Regions from separate parts of the Ovis aries genome. Here region 1 is linked to region 2. Evidence: chromatin contacts called from public Hi-C data. All regions are on one chromosome and are shown on one strand. The core of a region is the stretch at or near the end of the contact, and the rest is flanking DNA. Distances in the headings are between cores, read along the strand shown. Region 1 has its middle 110 kb from the start of NT5E. Region 2 holds the start of NT5E (5'-nucleotidase ecto).

Region 1 (5,414 bases), core at 1,200-3,699, 110 kb after region 2:
ATGTGTCTGAAGATCTGAAAGATTGAATAATTGTTCTCTATAAAAATGCAAATACCCTGTGAGTCTTGCTGTGACCCTCAGGAACTGTGAGTGAATCAAGTAAGCACACAGTTACCGAAGGCTCAGAGCAAAGCCCTCAGAGAATTTAAAATAAAAGTTGAAAATAAGGCTTAACCACCCAGGATGAAATGAAAGACAAATGAAAGCAAAAGCTCTCCATGCCTGCTGATTAGAAACAGAAAGCAAGCAGAACCTGGGTGATTTCGAGGTGAATCATAAAGACCGTGGTTGTTAACAGGAGCCCAGGAGTAGGGAGTAATCTGGAAGTCCTCTCTGCCTTTGACTCTAAGTTCCTTTGACCTCTTTCCATATCTATTAAAACAAGAGCATAGCATATGATCCAACAGTTGTACTCCTTGGTATTTACCCAAATGAGTAGAAAACTTAAGCCTGTGCAAAAACTTATACACTGTACTTCCCTGGTGGCTCAGTGGTAAAGAATCTGCCTGCCAATGCAGGAGACACAGCTTCAGTCCTTGGTCCTGGAAAATCCCACATGACGTGGAGCAACGAAGTCCATGTGCCACAACTATTGAGCCTGTGCTGCTCTAGAACCTGGGAGTTGCAACTACTGAGCCCACGAGCCACAACTACTGAAGCCCGCCGCCCTACAGCCTGTGCTCCACACTGAGAAAAGCCGCCATAATGAGAAGGCCATGCACCGCCACAAGAGAAAAACCTGCGCAGCAGTGAAGACCCAGAACAGACAAAACCAAAACAAACCCTCCCTCCAAAACAAAAACACACTTATACATAGACATTGGTAGCAGCTTTATTCATAATTGCTAAGTCTTGGAAGCAATCAAGATGTCCCTCAGTAGGTGAATAAATAAAAACAAACTGTGGTATACCCAACCAGTGGAATATTATTCACTGATAAAAAGAAATGTGCTATCTGGCCATGGAAAGACATACAGGACCCTTAAATGGATGTTAATAGGTGAAAGAAGCCAATATTAAAAGGCTGTATATGATTCAAAGTATATGGCAATTTTCAAAAAGGCAGAATATAGAGACAGTAAAAAGATTGGTGGCTATCAGAGTTTGAGGGACAAGGATTATTAACTAATAGGCAGAGCACAGGAATTTTAGGGTGGTGAAACTAATTGGAAAATCTGTTGGGCTGACTTCCAGGTTTTCATTTATAAGGTACATATTGAAATCTCTTTGAAAACTCAGCTACAGTGATAGAAGAGCCATGTTACCTGAAACAAGCCATATCTTTAGTCTGCGTTTGATAGTCTTCCAATCAGGCTCTGACGTGGATGGAGAAGATCAATCTGACTAGTCCAGGAGTTCTGGTTTCCTGCATCAGAGCCCATTTCATCTGAGTGAATGCTTTGGGGAGGAGTTCCCCTGCCTCTTTTCTGTTTTTCCCTAGTCTCTTATCATTTTTCCAGGTTTTATACAGATTCTTCAGGCCATTAAGCAAGGTTCAACCTCTTCCTCTTCCAGATTCCGGCAGTACACTTTTATGTTGCCTCCAGCCATTTAAAAGGTAGAGCTAAGTTCTATGAAGATTCCTATGGGAATCCACTCTCATCAGTCAATGACAGTTTGAGACTCGGAGTTTGAGTATCTCTTTACACTGTGGTGTGGACTCTGCCCAAAGTTCTAAGGTCAAAGGGCAGAAATCCCAGAATCCCAGAAATCATGGTACCTAAGGCGTGCGACAATTCATGGGGTCGCAAAGAGTCGGACATGACTGAGTGACTGAACTGAACTGAACTGAAGACTTCATGGCTCTAAACATTTTATGTTACAGATAAGATAAAGAATTTGAAACTTACAGTTGTTAAAATAACACAGATAAGATGTGAAAATGGAAAGCAGTTTCCAAAAATGATACAGTTTTCATTGGCATATTTTTTGTATTAATAGCTCAAAATTAAAACACAGTTGAGTCTCATGGGAAATATCCATAGCCAACAGCTGTTTTCCGGGAAAATTAAGCTTTGGGAATTAGAAAGCTTTGTAATATATTTTCTGGAACTTTAGGAGTCAGATGGAAAACCCTAAAGAAGTCTTGCAGAAGTTGCTAAGTGATTTGTGTTGGTTTATAGGACATGACCCTGGCTTCTCCAGGCTTGAGTCTGGGCAGAATGTTCAAGGAGCGGGTAACAGTCACAGGGGCGTCAGAACTCCCATAAGCCTCAGGTCCTGGGAATCAGGGGCCACATGTGGTCAGTGGCTACCATACTGGATAGTGTAAATAAAGAACATTTTCATTATCATAGAGAGTTTTACTGGATGGCATTGCTTTATAGGAGGGGTTGGCAAATGTTTCCAATAAAAGACCTGGCGGTATATGTATCTTAGGCATTGCAGGTTGAGACCAAATCGAAGCGACTGTGTGTCTCTGTGGCAATGACTCACCTGCTTAGAAGCTGCCGCAGATGCTGTGTAAACAAGTGGGTGTGGCTGTGTTCCATTTAAGACTTACTGCACAGATAGACTCTGGGCCTATTTGCTGAGCCCCAGTTTATGGAGTTGGCTTCTGCAGTACTTGTGGTGTCAGCATAAACCATCGTGATCTGTCTAATGCTTCTGTCTCCACTGGGTGGTCAACAGAACGTACCTTTGACATCATTCCAGCAATTTCACACAAACATTATCTACATGCACTAAAACCAAATGTAAAGAATTAGAGCTTAAAGTTTCTTTTGGGGGAGGGGGATTAAAAATACCCCCGCTTCAGCCCAGTTCTATAATTTTATCAGTGTGTAAATTCTTCATCTCTGGTTCTTTCCTCAAGCCTTAACGTCATCTTCATGATGAACCAAGTGTCCAGTTGAACATGATGAGATCTTACAACTGGCACAAGGGATCATTAGTGTAAATATCACCCGTGACCCGATTTAGACTAATCTGATTTCTTGCGTCTGCTGTACTCTGTGCAGGGCTGCTAACAGACCTCCCAGAGTGCTGAGCTGGGAGTCAGAGAGGGTAAACATTAACTAGCTTTGTGACCTTGGGCAAAAATTCACTTGATCAAGTTTGTGTTTTCTGATTTTTACCTTCTAGCACTTAAAAATCTGTCAGGGCCTCTCCTAACGATCCAGTTGTCCAAAGCCTCCCCCGCATCTGTACTCTTTTTACTAGATGATGTCGCCCTCTTCTGGATGCCTTCTGTATCTGCACCGTGGTTTCTTTCCAGCGCACCCCTTGAAACCCTGTTGCCACTTGCTCAGGCAGAACTCCTTTGTATTCTCGTGTCATGAGCCACAGTATTTCATTCGTGATTAATAAGACATAAGTGAAGAGACAGAATTTAAATAGCCCCTTCACTTTTATATTACTATAATATAAAGCTAAACTATAGTCTAGAATTACAGTTTGCAGAAGACCTTAGACAGCCTTCCAAAAATCACCAACAAATACCATATACTGCTTTCAAAAAAATAATTACAAGGTGAAAACATTTTTTTAAAAAGGCATAAACAGCACATATCAACTTCAGGGAGGAGGTTGCTCCTGGGGAGGGAGAGCAATAAGTGGTATTCTGAAGAGGTGTACGTGCTGTCTCTTCAGTCATGTCCAACTCTGTGCAACCCTATGCACGGTAGCCCACCAGGCTCCTCTGTCCATGGGATTCTCCAGGCAAGAAGACGGGAGTGGGTTGCCATGCCCACTTTCAAGGAATCTTCCCCACCCAGGGATTCAGCCCACATATCCTGTATCTCCTGCGTGAATTCTTTACTCACTGAGCCACTGAGGACTGAAGAGGGGACTTTGTTAAATTTTATTTATTGAATAGAAAGATCTGAGGACAGAATTGAAGGACAATATGACAAAATATTTGGTAGCAGCTGGGATTGGTGAAGGTAGATCTCACAGGATCCTTTTATGTTTTCACACCACTTTTTTTTTCATGTATGTGTGTAAATCTCCTTTTCCTACCCCTGGATAATATTTTGGGCAGATTCCAGAGTTTTTGCTGTCACTTTTAGGCATTAAAAGTTGAATATCAGAAGGGGGGCTCAAGAGGGAGGGGTATATGTTTAGGTATAGGTGATTCGCTTTGTTGTACAGCGGAAGCTTACTCAACATTGTGAAGCAGCTATTGATCTGTTAGTCGCTCAGTCGTGCCCTACTCTTCGCGACCCTGTGGACTGTAGCCTGCCAGTCCCCTCTTTCCATGGGATTCTCCAGGCAAGAATAGTGGAGTGGGTTGCCATTCCCTTCTCCAGGGGATCTTCCCAACCCAGGGATCGAACCCGGGTCTCCTGCATTGCAGGCAGGCTCTTTACAGTCAGATCCATCACTATACTCCAATAATAAAATCAAAAAATTTAATACCTTTAAAAGTTCTCAAAAATCTCAGTCTGACTTAAACAAAAGCTTTGACATGTCCTTCAAGCATCCGCCTGCCATGTCTGGTGCCTGGACCTACAGGCTCAGCATCTCTCTTGCTGTCTCCTGTTCCTTGAGCACAAGGACAGCTGCACACACACATGCATGGACACACTCCTATATACACACATGCCCACACACATGCAAAGAGGAGGCGGGAAGGAGAGGTCAAGAGAGGAAAACTGGATCTGACTCGCGCAGTTTGTGGTGTGTGTGCTGATACCCACTGGTGGAGCAGATGTATATGTGATGTGGGACACATCTGGGCTATTTGGAGTATCCTCCCCATCAGGGAACCTCCCACCACATGCTGTCCTCTGCTCGTCCTTCTTGTAGTTCTCCTGGCCCAGGGCCTTTCTGCTGGGGTCCCACTCTCTTTCATGGGTCCCTTCTGGCCAGGGGAAACACACTGCCTGCTGTCAGCTCCTCTCAACAAGGTTTCCTCCCCTAGCTTGGCCACTAGGTGGCCACTGGGGCAGCACATACTCTTGCCTTAACCTGCTGATGTGTCCCCTAGACTTCTGGGGCTCAGGCAAGCTCTCTGTGCAAGTTGGACCTGCCCACCTTTAGTGTGAATCCCGGGGAAGCTCAGTCCTCTGACGTCTCTCTGGCCAGAGCTCTTCTCTGCCGATCTTAGGGACCTTTAGCTCTTCCTTTCATAGCCTAGAGGTTGACGGACTTAAATGGCAGAACATATTTTGGGATGCCCTCAGTGAATCCTGCATCAATGACCTTGTACCTCTTTTTAGAAAAGGTGACACATAGTATTCTGTGTTCCCAGCTGAAGTCCATCCAGAGCCCCATTGAACACATCCATTTAGTCAGTCACTTCTTGGCCAGGGGCTTGTGCTCTTGCAAGCACCCAGGTCCAAGTGGCAGATCTCTGTCTACAATCCTGTATCTATAATTTCCAGCTATAGGCACATGGGTTCCATGCTCTTCAGGGCTATTGTCACACCATTCCACCTTTTATTGGATTGGCCTAAAAGTTTGTTCATATT
Region 2 (5,078 bases), core at 1,375-3,874:
CTCCTCTTTCACAACTTGCCAACATTACATAAGTTGCCTAGTTTTCCTCAGGCCCTGGTCCAATTGTTTTGAGTGAAATTTAAAAGACAGTAAATCCATCCAACAATAAGTATTCTAAACATTTCTGATGGTGATGGGCTGTAACTTGTAGCAGATTGCTTCAGCTTCACCCAGCATCTTATCATAAACACTTGATTAACATTGTGAGCTTAATTCATCTGAAAGACGAAAACAGTATCACTTGGGAAAACTGGGAATTATCCACTTTTTTTTTTTTTCCACTGAAAGGAGTCTACACAACTGTGGAAAAAAGAGCGTCATGAAAAGCAAAGTTTAGAAAGTTGTGGTTTGTAGATGAAATCAAAACAAACTCACGTAAGGTTTATTCTTTCTGGGAGGAAATGGCAACTGTGGGCTAGTAACAATTCAGTTTTATAAATATTTATTCTGTCATTACCTAGGACAAAGCATCAGGCAGGTCTAGCTGCTGAGATAAGAACACTAAGAGACCATACACAGAATTCTTGAGACCTGCGAGTCTTTGGCACAGTCCAGATGCTGGCAAGTCCCCCAGATAAATGCTGTGGCTCAGATAAACACAAAGGCTATGGGGCTCATAGCTTTTGAATTGCAGTGGCGCTGAGTGTTCCTGATAACCTTAAAACCAACGATCAGATAGAGAGGACCTCTCTGTCCTTCTTTCATCTCTCTACAATGAGCTTTCCTGGAAAAAAAAAAAAAAGAAGTCTACCCACCCTGTATCTTTCCTGTCCTCCTCTCTCCAAGTTTCCAGGGGGAAAAATACAACACTGTGCTTTGCCTACCTCTCTGTTCCTCTGATACAAAGTGTACCGTTAGCCTGCTGTATCCCAGGCAGGACCACACCTCTCCCCGGCTCCCATATCCACATACCACATCTCCCTGGACCCCTGGCTCTGTTCCTGTTGTAAAACTTCTAGGATTTTTTCCCCCAGTTTCACCACACAGAATCCCTTCACTCTAGGATTTCACACACTGCTAAACTCGGGCGTTAGTTTGACTTACAAAAGTCATACCTATTTATTACTGTGCCACTCCTCTCTGCTCCTTTTCTAGAATTCAGTCCAACAAAATAAGGCATCACCTTTAACAGAGCACTGAGGAGCTGGCACTTGCAGCCTCTCATCTCTTAAGTGGGACTCTTCCTACATCTCTGCTGCCAAACTGGTTTTAATGAAATTCTTTGAAACCCAGTACTTTCAGTATTTTGGCTTCCTAGGGAAGTTTCTTTATTTCTGTTTTTAAACCTCTACAACAGTGTCTGGTAATAATAAGAACTAACATTTAAAGAGGTCATACCATATGCCAGCCAACCCTCTGAAGTGGGCTTCCCTAGTGGCTCAGTGGTAAAAAATCCACCTGCCAATGCAGGAGATGTGGGTTTGATCCCTGGGTGGGGAAGATGCCCTGGAGAATGAAATGGCAACCCACTCCAGTATTCTTGCCTGGGAAATCCCACGGACAGAGGAGCTTGGCAGATGATAATCCATGGGGCTGCAAAACAGTCTGACACAGTTTAGCAACTAAACAACAACTATGTGTCGGCCAACCCTCTGAAAGCAGACAGGATTATTACCCTGTTTTCTAGAGGCAGGAACTAAGGCACAGAGAAAGTCAGCTGCACACAGAAGGTGTCCAGCTGGGATTCTCCCCAAGACTGTGAGCTTAATTATGCTTAAGCTCTGGGGTCAAAGGGATCTGGGATCTATTATTATCCTATCTCGCTCCCTGTCTTGGTGCACATGACCTGGATAATGCACTTAACCTCTTTGTCCCTGAGTTTGTTTCCCTTCCAATTAACTGGAGATAAAGCATTTCTTCGAAAGACCAAGCAGTAAATGAGAGATATGTGAGGGGTCTACCTCGGTCCAGGGCACAGTGTAACTGGGGTCCTGCACATCCCAGCTGAACCTCCTCACTGGCAAGTCCGAGTCCTGCTCCTCTAAATACCCAATTTCTTGGTGGAGGTACAACATCAGTCCATTTAAGACGAATCAGCCAAGGGGCGTCTATGTAAGCATCCACCTGGAAGACTGCCGGGAGTCTCGCTTTCTCTCCACATCGCTCAGCGCCGGGGTCCTAGGCTCGCCACCCACGGCCTCACCATCTGCGGCTCCTTCACCTGGGCATCTCTCTCGCTCGGACACTCCACCCCGGGGGCTCCCCAGCCTGCCGGGCTGGCGGTCTTACCATGGCATCATAGCGCAGGGCGTTCATGAAGTGCGCCACCTCGGTGCCCTTGTACACGGTGAACCAGATGGTGCCCTGGTACTGGTCGCCGGCGTCGAGCAGCAGCACGTGGGGCTCGGCGCGGCGGATCTGGTGCACCTTGGTGGCAAGCCGTGCCACGCCGCCCACGCAGCGGCTGGCGTTGACACACTTGCTCGAGTCCTCGCTCGTCTGCTCCAGGCGGCTGTGTACGTCGTTGGTGTGCAGGATGGTGAGCTCCCAGGCGCGCGCCGCGGGCCACAGCAACGCGCCCAGCGCGAGGAGCCTCAGCGCCGGGGTGCGTGCGGCTCGGGGATCCATGGCTGCGGCTGGTGGCGAGAGCGCGAGCGCCCGTGAGTGCGAGCCAGACGGGCGGTCGAAGGAGGGCGGCGGCGAGTCGAAGGAAGCTTGCGCGGGCCTGCGGGCGGGGCTGGGCCGGGCCGGGGCGGGCTCTCCCGAGGCCGGCCCCACACGGCCAGGCGCACACCCCCGCGGTCACCCCGTCCGACCCTGGCCAGCGGGGCGGCTCGGGCGCGGCTGGCGGCTGGCACTCGCTCCGGGCGGGAACAGTGAGGAGGTTGTTCCCCGCGGGAAGAGGGCACCGGTCACGGTCCCGGCCCGACCAGGGAGCCTGGACCCTAGTGGTCCCACTGTCGGTGACGGGCTGCTCTTTGGGAGGTGCGCGGGAGGACTTGGAGGGCCCACTCCGCTTCCAGCTCTTCGCTGATCTTGCCTCTTTAAATTTTTCTAGAGGGATGCGTTGTTTCTGTGGGTTTGTGGTTGCCAGTTCTCACTTGAAAGAAGGGGAAGAGGGAAGAGAGAGGAGGTGGAAAGGAAAATAGGTGAGAGGAGGGAGCGAGGGCAGCGCTGTGCTTTGGGGGCTGTGGGAGTGGTGACTTAAGAAAAATACACAGCCTGAGAGTTGACTGTTAAGTTTTATTTGGGGCAAAAAAAGGACTGTAGCCTGGGAGATAGCACCTCAAATAGCTCTGAGAAACTGCTCCAAAGAGGTAGGGGGGAAGGAGAATATATATGTGATTTTGGTGAAGGCAGAGTACATGCAATCAAGTCCCTATTTTTTCCAGAAAATTTCTACTGGTCTCAGGAAGCTTTAGTCACAAGAAATAGTCGTCACCATGAAGGACTTCAGCGCTTTTCTAGATGTGAGGAAATAAAAGAATTGGGCTCAAAAAATCAGCTCCTGAAAATATCTATCTGAAGATCTGTCCTTCCAGTCCCCATCTCCCCCTCATCCCCCCACCTCACACCATCCCCCGCTCCCCACAACATCCACCCCCCCACCAGCACAGAGTGCCTCATTTCTGCTCTCACCCTGAACTCCTTTCAGGCGATGCTGAAGGTCAGCAGCTGCAGCAGTACATGATTTAATCCTTGCAGAGGTAGATGGCACGGTTTGTAGTTGACAGGGCTCTCTCATGGGCATAAATCCGACTGTACTTTGGAAGGCATTTCCTGGCCATTTCGTCCCACAGTGCCCTAAAGGCTCATTCCTAGATCTGGCAAAGATTTTGCTGATGGGCCGCTCAATGTGCTGTTACTGGACTAGGTCTATCAACAGTAACCAAAGGGCTCTGGACCACCTACCTCTCTTAATCTGTTATGGTCCAGGAAAAATTCCCTCTTGTTGTATCTTCTCATATCTAGAGTTACACTGTTACAATCATTGATCACATAATATTAGTTGCTCAGTTGTGTCCGACTGTTTGAGACCCCATGTACTGTAGCCTGCCAGGCTCCTATGTCCGTGAAATTCTCCAGGCAAGAATACTGGAGTGGGTTGCCATTTCTTTCTCCAACTGCATACAAAACTATAGATTTGATCAACTTCTTTAAATCGCCTAGTCATGATTATTTTCATTGAAGTTTCTGTCACACATTTGATAATGCAAGAAACAACAATCTTGTAAAACAGGCAAAGTTCAGTAACATAGCTAGCAGTATTATTAAAGTCATAAGTAAGAATTCAGCCGAGAACTTCCATTAAGTGTAGCGCAATATAGCCTCAGGTCGTCTGACTTAGTTTATTCTGCACCAATCTTTATTTTTCAGGGAAATTATATATCCGCACAGTCCATAGGTCCCAGCCCAATTTCCTAGTGTTTCTAGGCTGGTTATCCTTAGTATAATTTAATTGTTCTCAAGATAAAGGAAGGCCTTAAAACTTAAATGATGATAGCCTGGTGTTAATCACATAAATCCATCCCATAATTGTGGGAGGTTTTATTCCTTAATTCCTTGGCTGAATTTTTGCTTGTTGCTCTGACTGAGTTTGAGTAACTTTAGAGGAAAATTCATATTTATGGCCAGAATCAGAGCAATAACTAACTGGCCAGGTGAGAGAATTCTAGTAATATGAAGAATAGCCTGAACAGGACTGAACTTCCTTTCTTCTAAAATAAAGTTCCTTAGGGCCAATTAGAGGCTTGGGATGGAGAAGTCCATCAAAGTAGTCTAGAAGTATAGACACAGATAATTGGCTGCAAACTCAACAATTGGATTGATTTTTAAAATGAGCATAGAATCGTGTCCATGATAGAAAAACATTTGATTTATATGCAGAGGTCTAAGAAGTCAAGAAAATATTATAAATAATTGTATGATCAGGTCCAGCATCTTGGGTAAGCTGTCACTTCTGATGTTATCTTCTTCTTCTCATGGTGGGTGTAGTTTCCTCTGTTTGAGCTTTGTTTTAAGGTGGGTTTGAGGTCAGCATTCCTCTCTATAGACCAGTCTGATGTAGGGGCCTTTAGAAGTGGGAATTAATCCAAGAGTCAGTTTCCCTTCAGATTCACTGTGCATGAGCTAGTTAA

Evidence for each region. Hi-C and Micro-C count contacts between places; a contact is called where the count stands out from the background.
Region 1: a Hi-C map of liver shows a contact between it and region 2, with 2.3 times the contacts expected there. The contact joins the enhancer-like site here to the promoter of NT5E in region 2. A contact is called at or near these places in 2 of 16 Hi-C or Micro-C datasets (liver and skin fibroblasts).

The regions. Positions count from the first base shown.
Region 1 is chr8:51,508,857-51,514,270 of ARS-UI_Ramb_v3.0, forward strand. No RefSeq gene overlaps it. Among named protein-coding and RNA genes, the nearest start is that of NT5E, 110 kb to the left of the region's middle. Within about 2 kb of position 2,450, at least 4 of the 54 cell types and tissues checked have an H3K27ac peak or open chromatin away from gene starts, as enhancers often do. A contact at or near this core is called in liver, where this site is marked.
Region 2 is chr8:51,400,259-51,405,336 of ARS-UI_Ramb_v3.0, forward strand. It overlaps NT5E (5'-nucleotidase ecto), which reads right to left and starts at 2,625. Exons shown (of 8, transcript XM_060419587.1): 1 at 2,230-2,625. The coding sequence starts at 2,568. It also overlaps the pseudogene LOC132660244.